2 separate regions of the Podarcis muralis genome follow, and region 2 is linked to region 1. The links are chromatin contacts, called in public Hi-C maps. All regions are on one chromosome and are shown on one strand. Each heading gives the region's core, a stretch centred on a gene start, on an enhancer-like site or on the middle of the called end of the contact. The rest is flanking DNA. Distances are from core to core; before and after follow the strand shown.

Evidence for each region. Hi-C and Micro-C count contacts between places; a contact is called where the count stands out from the background.
Region 2: a Hi-C map of tail shows a contact between it and region 1, with 2.6 times the contacts expected there. The contact joins the promoter of SIN3B here to the promoter of SIRT6 in region 1. A contact is called at or near these places in 2 of 3 Hi-C or Micro-C datasets (blood and tail).

Annotation. Positions count from the first base shown.
Region 1 is chr18:12,933,787-12,938,620 of rPodMur119.hap1.1, reverse strand. SIRT6 (sirtuin 6) reads right to left here and starts at 1,948. Exons shown (of 8, transcript XM_028713770.2): 1 at 1,807-1,948. The coding sequence starts at 1,872.
Region 2 is chr18:13,214,154-13,218,987 of rPodMur119.hap1.1, reverse strand. It overlaps SIN3B (SIN3 transcription regulator family member B), which reads right to left and starts at 2,818. Exons shown (of 19, transcript XM_028713443.2): 1 at 2,663-2,818. The coding sequence starts at 2,782.

The DNA.
Region 1 (4,834 bases), core at 699-3,198:
CAAACACAATTCAAAGTGTTGGTGTTGACCTTGAAAGCCCTAAAGGGCCCTGTATCCCTGAAGGAGCATCTCCACCCTGGACACCGAGGTCCATCTCCAGAGGGCCTTCTGGCAGTTCCCTCCCTGTGAGAAGTGAGGTTACAGGGAACCAGGCAGAGGGCCTTCTCGGTGGTGGCACCCGTCCTGTGGAATGCCCTCCCACCAGATGTCAAGGAAATAATTAACTACAAGACATTTGGAAGACATCGGAAGGCAGCCCTGTTTAGAGAAGCTTTTAATGTTAAATAGACTACTGTACAGTGGTGCCTCGCAAGACGAAATTAATCCGTTCCGCGAATCTCTTCGTCTTGCGAAGCACGGCTATTAGCGGCTTAGCGGCTTTAAGAAAAAGGAAAAAACCTCACAAGAACTCGCAAGACATTTCGTCTTGCGAAGCAAGCCCATAGGGAAAACCCTTTCGTCTAGCGAGTTTTTCGTCCTGTGAGGCATTCGTCTTGCAGGGCACCACTGTATTTTAATATTCTGTTGGGAGGTGCCCAGGGTGGCTGGCCATACCCAGCCACATGGGCAGGGTAAAGGGACCCCTGACCATTAGGTCCAGTCGTGGCTGACTCTGGGGTTGCGGCGTTCATCTCGCTTTACTGGCCGAGGGAGCCGGCGTACAGCTTCCGGGTCATGTGCCCAGCATGACTAAACCGCTTCTGGCGAACCAGAGCAGCGCACGGAAACGCCGTTTACCTTCCCGACGGAGTGGTACCTATTGATCTACTTGCACTTTGAGGCGCTTTCATACTGCTAGGTGGGCAGGAGCAGGGACCGAGCAACGGGAGATCACCCAGTCGCAGGGATTTGAACCGCCGACCTTCTGATCGGCAAGTCAGGGTCAGAGAGGGGAATAAAGGAAAATGACTCTACCAATATCAGATATATAGTATTCTGCCTTAATACCCTACAATAATGTAAACTGTGCCTTGGAGAATGTATCATTTACTGCTGTACCTAAACGTATCATTTTTGCTGTATCTTATTCATTGACTTTAACAATGTATCTTTACTAAAATGTATTTTTCCTCAATAAGCTGTTCCATGCTGTTCTTTTCTGAATGTATCCAAAAATAAATAAATAAATAAATGGAAACCAAAAAAACAAAACAAAAAAAAGATAAATGGAACGAAACGAGTGAATTTAATAAAAATAAAACAAACGGAAATAAAAATGAAACGAAACAAACGGGAGTGAAAACAAAAAGAACGAAAGGAAACAAAGGAACGGACGGAAATAAAAATAAAATACATGGAAATTAAAAACAAAAAGAATGAATGAAATGAATGAATGAATGAATGACTTATGAAATGAAACACAGTAAAGCAAAACAGACTGGAAATATAAATGAATAAAATAATAAATATAAATAAAATAAAATAAATAAATAAAAATAAAATAAATAAAATAAAAATAATAAAAATAAATAAATAAATAAAATAATAAAATATAAATAAATAAATAAATAAAATAATAAAATAATAAAAACTGTGAGCTGAGCGAAGGAAACATAACATTAAAACCAGGAGGCGGGAGGGGGAGGGGGAGGGAATCCCCAACATCCGGGTCCTTCGCGTTCCATCCTCCACATCCGGGTCTTCCCCCCCCTCGGCCTCCACATCCGGGTCCTTCCCGGGCCTTTTTCCCCCTCAGGCGCCCTCCTCGCCCCTCCCCCCCCGCGCAGAGTCCAATGGGGGAGGGAGGGGGGAGTCTCGGTATCCATGGCAACCCTTCCCCACCCACCCCGTCCCCCCTCCGCTCACCTCCGGGAGGCCGCACTTGCCCTTGTCCGAGTACGGCGACAGCCCCGCCGCGTAGTTCGCCGACATCCCGACTGTTCCCCCTTCCCCTCTGCCAATAAAGTTTCGCCGCCGCTTGTTGAGGAGCTTCCGGTAACGACGGCGCCGGAAGGGGCGTTGCCGAAAAGGAGCCGGACAGAAAGCCTCCTTCTGCGCACGCGCGATTTTATCCGAGTCGTCGTCTCCATGCTCGTTTCGGGAGGAGGAGGCCGGCGGCGCCATCTTGGTTCCTGGCAGATGGAGCCGCTTCCTGGTTTAGCGCCGGCGCCATCTAGCGGGCGGCATCGTAGCTGCACCGTTTGTTTCTTGCAGAGCTGTCCAAATGCTATTTATTCTGTTACGTTGTGAGATATATTTTGGGTGGTTTTTTTTTTAAATTCTGCAACATGCTCTTTTTTTAAAAAAAAATTAATAAATTTTATAAATTAATAAATAATTTTTATTGAATGATTTTATGTTACAAAAAACAATACAGCCGTACTACCACTAAATATAATTAAGAAATAAAAATTACATACATCAATATTTAGTTTGTTATTTGTTATTTACCGTCTTATTTCCTCCGAAACATTGCATACAACAACACACATATGTGCGGACACCCACACACCCACAGAAAATGATAATAATGAAAGTTAATATTTCACCCCCTTTTATCTTCCAAAATCTTTTCTTCATCTATGACTTCCTGTCAAGTCCCTTTGCATATATTTTATCTTACATTTGAATTCTGCAACATGTTCGCTTCTGTTTTACATGCCACGTGGGTGACTTTTGTTTTTGAATCAACAGCATGATGCATGTCATTGATTGCTAAATCGTATTATGTAGTGTTATTAATTGATCCATCGTTATAATCCCCGCAATTAAAAAGCAGAATTAGTCGCCGTAAACATGAATCAGAATTAAGTAACAGGCAGCAAAGATGCAATGGAAGATGTCAATTGCATATATACACAGAAGCATTGTACACAGGTCAATACATTCGCAGGGTTTTAAGATTGCTTGTAATTTTGTTATGGATGGATAATAATGATAATAAAATTTTATTTATATCCCGCCCTCCCTAGCCGGAGGCGGGCTCAGAGCGGCTAACAACAGTAAAAATAACACAGCTTAATAAAATCACATTTTAAATAGATTTTTAAAATAGGTTTTAAATTTAATAATGGACGTGCACTATGTCAATAAATAATAGAGCCATGGAAGGGACTAGAGGGGTGTCAATTTGCATTGTTTTATTTATATTTGTGTTTGGAAAATTAATAAAATGTTGTTACAAAAAAAAAGAGATGTTCAAATACCTTCATGTCTCAGAACCCTGTGTTACCTGAAAGCTGACAACCCTGCCTTTTAAAAACCCTAATTGTTTCCCCTTCCCGACCCCCTCTTAATTCCTTTTTAACGGAGCGACGAGGCTGCTCCTAAGCTCCTGCTTAGGCTGGGATGGTAACCTTACCTGTTACAGGTGGTAACTCAATTCCGCTGGCAGGAGAGGCCGTTCCCCGGGATCCGCCGCTCATTGGTGGGGACGGCATCCAGCTGCTGCGAAAAGGGACCCTGATATGTCGAAACTCCTTTTCAGCCAGGCTCCTGTAAGGAGATCCCTCTGGTCTTGTTTTCCTCCCTTTCCCCCTGTCTCTCGCCTTCGTGGAAGGAGCACAAGGCGCTTGCAAAGTCATCGTACGAAGGGGGAAACTGAGGCAAAGGGCCGCCCCACCAGGAGACCACCTACCGTAAGTTTTGCAAAAGGAAATGGGAGAGGAAAAAGGGATCCTGGAGAGGGATCAGGCCAAAGAGCCATCTATCTCAGCATCCTCTCTGTGCAGAGGTCCGCCTTTAGGGGGAAATTCGCACCCAACTCTCTCCTCCAGCAACTGGTACCCAGAAGCATTTTCTGCCACCCAACAGCAGAGGGGGAAACATAAAATCGAAGACAGTCTTTTCCTTCTCTGGGAATTTGAAGCCGTTGGACACGGTTGCGTCTTGTGGCAATGAGTTCCGTGGTTTACCCAAGGACGCCTTTTTCGTTGGAGGGGATGGAATAGGACGTCCCTATTTTCACGGGAGAAACGTTGGAGGGGATGGAATAGGACGTCCCTATTTTCACGGGAGAAACGTTGGAGGGGATGGAATAGGACGTCCCTATTTTCAGGGGAGAAACGTTGGAGGGGATGGAATAGGACGCCCCTATTTTCAGGGGAGAAACGTTGGAGGGGATGGAACAGGACGTCCCTATTTTCAGGGGAGAAACGTTGGAGGGGATGGAATAGGACGCCCCTATTTTCATCTGAGAAATGTTGGAGGATATGTTCCCTAACCTGAATCTTCTCTATCGTATCTCCTCTGCTTTTTTTGTAAATTACTCATAGCATCATAGAATAGTCGGGTTGGAAGCGACCCTGGGGGTCATTTAGTCCAACCCCCTGCAATGCAGGAATCTTTTGCCCCACACAGGACTCGAACCCACGACCCTCGGATGAAGCATCCCGCCCTCTACTGGCTGAGCTACCCAATGTTCGTTTTGTGACCTTTGCTAATAGGAGTTGTTGCAGACGCTCAATCGCTTCGGTTGCATTTCCAGCTCTGCAAGATTCTTCTTAGAGCTTGGCTTACTCTCAGAAGCTATAGGGAATTCCCAGCTCCCTCTTGGCTGTTGCGTTACCCCATGTGGAGCTGAGTTCCCCTGGATAAACCAATCAGCTTGCAAAGCAGTGCAGAGTTCGTCTCTGTCCCCCAGCGGGGTGCAAAGACGCCCTCTAATTAGGCCACACGGGGATGGGGAACAGGCCGGGCCGGCCGTATCCAGAGAACCGAGTCCTGGTTTCGCATCCCAAGTGGGATGGATCCCCCAAGCAACCGCTTGCTTCTGGGCCCTGGGTGCGAAACATGGAAGGCCTCGGAGCTGAGATCACAATTCTGCTAGGATTAGTCCTAGGTGGAATCCACAGCCATATATTTTAAAAACCTGCTTTTTGGGGGAGAAAAGTTT
Region 2 (4,834 bases), core at 1,569-4,068, 280 kb before region 1:
TGGCTGCCCCCTTTTATGTGTTCAGAGACCCCGAAATGCAGCCCCTTCTGCCTGCTAGGCTTCGGCTTCCCCTTCCCGGGGGAGCCCCAAACCAAACCTGCCTCTTGCCCCCCCCAGGCCCCCTCTTACGAGGCTGCAAATCCTCACCCCCAAATCCTCGCCAAGCCAGCCCCCCTCTATGGCGGCCGCGGACTGCTGAGTAAGTGCTCGCAGGATCGGTCTGGAAGTAATCCAGATCAAACGTGCAAGAAGCTGGCAGATAAATCGGTCCGCTCTCTGCAGCTACATCTGCATTTTGAGGTGGGGGGGGGGAGGAAATATATCTATGCGCATTAAGCTGAAAATCTCTTATTCTTTACGGTCCGGGATCGCTTCTCTGGCGACTGTATTTACCCGGATCAGCGTTCTTGCGGCTTGGCAGCAGCCGCGCCTACTCTGCGGCAGGTCCTACTGTGGGGCTTACTCCCAGGAAAGTGGGGCCAGGCCTTCAGAGGGGGTTTGCGATACAGAAAAAGTAAAACAGAAAGACTAAGGGGGGGAAACCCAGCGTTTTAAACGCTAAATCCCGCAATTGACGCACGCTCGACTTGTGCATGATTCAGCTATATGCGCAATTTTAAAAATGCAAAACTACAAAATAAATAAAAGGGTAGGGTGGAAAATGGGTGGGTTTCCAGGGGAGGGGAGCTGATGATATTATTATTATTATTATTATTATTATTATTATTATTATTATTATTCCCACAGGTCTCGGGGAGGATCACAGAATAAAATCAGGCTAGGAAACCACAAAATACATAATCAGAATAAAAATAACAGCCGCCTTTGGCAATCTCACCCACCCTTGAACCCCAATACGTCCTGACTATATGCAGTTTCGGCTTGGGGCCCGACCCCCCCCCCCAGAACGCAACTCCCCACATAAATTATAGGTTTGCTGCATATGTTTAACAGCAACAACCACAATATGTCCCCATCAGCTGTTTCAAACACCGAATTCTCCCTACGGGACTGAATTGAAATAATTCCATGGACGCAGGGACGCAACATTTAGCCATATCTAATTAAAGGTGCCCCCCCCCTTTTTTTAAACTACTTGAAAGCTGAATTTCCAAGTGGTATTGCAGGAAGCTTCGCCAATGAGTGCCTTTTAATGCGGGTATATACATAATTTGGGTTGCATCCCAAACGACTTAATACTCAAGAGTCGCACCGTTGAAATGAATGGGCATAACTTGCTTGGTCCCATTAATTTTAGGGGGGGGGGTCCTACCTCGAGTAGAACATTGGATGCAAACCAATGTAGAGGAACTTGGGGGGCGGCAAAGAAAGGAGGGCTGCATTATCCATATTGCAGAGCAACAGGAGAGGGCTGGGAAGCAAGGAGAAAGCGAGAGGCGAGTTCGAAGGCTTCGCAAGAGTTGTGGGTTCGAGGCCTGAGTTTGGCAAAAGGTTTCCTGCGTTGCAGTGGGTTGGGCTGGATGACCCTCTGGGGTCCTTTGCAAATTTACCATTCTGTGATTCTAAACACACCCACACATTTACCTACCGAAAAGGGACTGGGGTGCATTAGGGAAGCTTTCAATGTCTGATGCTTTACCGATGTTTCAATGTTTTGTAATTTGCTCGAAGCCGCCCAGAGAGGCCAAGGCAACCCAGTCAGATGGGCGGTGTATAGTAATAACAATTATTATTATTAGGGGGTGGAAACGAAAAACTGGAGAGGAGGAAGTTTTAGGGTGGGGGGTGTTTCCATACAGCAATATAATGCAAAGGAAATGGAAGGGGGTTGTTTGGGGGGGGGAAAGCAAAGGGGCTTTTTGCAAGGAAGTCTGCAATGGACTTGCAATGCGTGCAGCTATTTATTATTATTATTATTATTATTATTATTATTATTATTATTAGATGGAAAGAAAAAACAGGAGGGGGAAGTATTAGGCTGAGGTGTTTACAACAATATAATAACGCAAAGGATATGGAGGGGGTGTTTGGGGAAGAAAGTAAAGGGGCTTTGGCAAGGAAGTCTGCAATGGGGGATGGTCTATTGCATGCAGCTATTATTGATCATAACAATAATAATAATCACAATATACTCAATTGGATGGGGTCATCTAAGGCATGCAGCTATTAATAATAATGGGCTCAATGGGGTGGGGAGCTCATCTAATGCATGCATCCAGGAATAATAAGAAGAAGCAGCAGACACTCAGGGCAGGCAACCCTGTAAACCCACAACCTAAAAATCACAAAATCGATTAAAAACAAAAAGAAGAAAAGCCAAGGTACGTGCCGGTTCTCCAGACCTCTTTGCAAACTTCTCCCTGCATGGAGAAGAGAGTGCCAGAAACTCATCCTTATTCCCCCCCCCTCTTGCAAAGGAGGAGAGCTCAGGAAACCTTCCCTTTTTCCTGGGGGGGGGGGGCATTTTGGTGTTCAGGTCTTTCCCTGCCAATGCAGCCTTCCTTTTTTTGGGGGGGGGGTGTCTTTTCCCTAGCCAGAGCTGCAGGAGGGCAGAGGGGGGGTGGGGGTGTCTCTGTGGCTATTCAGCCCCCCCTTGCAGGAAAGGGGGACCCCCAAGAGGGAGACCCCACCCCATATCGGGGGGTGTTCAAGGCCCCACTCCTCTGTCTTTGGGGGGGTGGCCCGCTCCCCCCGGACTTACGTGGACGGGGAGCTTCTCCGAGGCGGGGGGCGCCGCTCCCCCCATCCTGCCCCCCATCCTGGGCCCGCCGCTGCTGCTGCTGCTGCTCCCCCGGCCGCCGCCGCCGCCCCCCGCCGCCATGTTGGCGCGGCTCCGCCTCCCCACAGCCCCGCGGCCGCGCGCACGCTCCGGAGCCCGGCCGCGCGCTCGCGTCACCACGCAGCAGCGCGTCGCGAAATGTCTTGAGGGTAGGCGGGGAAAGGAAAGCAGGCGGAACCTTTCTGGCGAGGGGAGAGGGAGGAGGCCGGAAGGGAAAAGGGACCGGACCAAAACAAAGAAAGACCGGATGGGAGGGAGGAGGGGGAAGCCGGAAGGAGGGGGGAAAGGGGAGAGAAGAGGGAGAGGGCTAGAGCGGCCCGGGCGGAGAGGAGCAGTAGAGAGGGGAGGAGGGAGTGGGAAGAGAGGTGGAGACGGAAGGAGTGGGAGATAAGAAAAGGGAAGAGGAACACACGCACGCAGACACAATCAGAGGTTTACAGTCATGGGTTCTGGGTAGGGAAAGGGCCGTAAGAGACGATAGAGGTAGGAAACTGTAGAAGGGCCTCAGGGGTAGGAAAGGGGTAGAGCGCTGTGGCCCTTCTGCCCCTTTCCCACCTCTGAAACCCCTCTACCCTTTTCTAGCTCTATTGCTCCTCTACCCTTTCCTACCTCTCAGGCCCCTCTACACTTTTCATAGCTCTGAGGCCCCTCTACCCCTATTCTGCCCCCAAGACCCCTCTACATTTTCACAGCTCTGTGGTCCCCTCTTCCCCCTATTCTGCCCCTGAGACCCCTCTACTTTTCATAGCTCTGTGGTCCTCCCTTCCCCCTAATCTGCCCCCCGAGGCCCCTCTACCCCTTTCCTAGCTCTGTGGCTCCTCTGCCCCCCCCCCACGAGGCCCCTCTACCCTTCTCCTAGCTCTATGGCCACTCTGCCCCCTCCCGAAGCCCCTCTACCTTTCTCCTAGCTCTATGGCAACTCTGCCCCCCCCCCGAGGCCCTTCACCTAGTTCTATGGCCACTCTGCCCCCCCCCGAGGCCCTTCTACCCTTCACCTAGCTCTATGGCCACTCTGCTCCCTCCCCCCGAGGCCCCTCTACCCTTCTCCTAGCTCTATGGCCACTCTGCCCCCCCCCCCGAGGCCCTTCTACCCTTCACCTAGCTCTATGGCCACTCTGCCCCCCCCTCCGAGGCCCTTCTAGGCTTCACCTAGCTCTATGGCCACTCTGCCCCCCCCCAGGCCCCTCTACCCTTCACCTAGCTCTATGGCCACTCGCCACTCTGCGCCCCCCCCCCGAGGCCCCTCTAAATTTCACCTAGCTCTATGGCCACTCGCCACTCTGCCCCCCCCAGGCCCCTCTACCCTTCTCCTAGCTCTATGGCTACTCTGCCCCCCCCCCGAGGCCCCTCTACGCGTCTCATAGCTCTATGGCCACTCTGCCCCCCGCCGAGGCCCCTCTACCCTTATCCTAACTCTATGGCTACTCTGCCCCCCCCCCGAGGCCCCTCTACACGTCTTCTAGCTCTATGGCCACTCTGCCCCCCCCCGAGGCCCCTCTACGCGTCTCCTAGCTCTATGGCCACTCCGCCCCCCCCCGAGGCCCTTCTAGGCTTCACCTAGCTTTATGGCCACTCTGCCCCCCCCAGGCCCCTCTACCCTTCACCTAGCTCTATGGCCACTCGCCACTCTGCCCCCCCCCCCCCCGAGGCCCCTCTACCTTTCACCTAGCTCTATGGCCACTCTGCCCCCCCCCAGGCCCCTCTACGCGTCTCATAGCTCTATGGCCACTCTGCCCCCCCGCCGAGGCCCCTCTACCCTTATCCTAACTCTATGGCCACTCTGCCCCCCCCAGGCCCCTCTACGCGTCTCCTAGCTCTATGGCCACTCCGCCCCACCCGAGGCCCCTCTACACTTATCCTAGCTCTATGGCCAATCTGCCGCCCCCCCCCCCGAGGCCCTTCTAGCCTTCACCTAGCTCTATGGCCACTCTGCCCCCCGCCGAGGCCCCTCTACCCTTCACCTAGCTCTATGGCCACTCGCCACTCTGCCCCCCCCCCCGAGGCCCCTCTACACGTCTCCTAGCTCTATGGCCACTCCGCCCCCCCCCCGAGGCCCCTCTACCCTTATCCTAGCTCTATGGCCTCTCTGCCCCT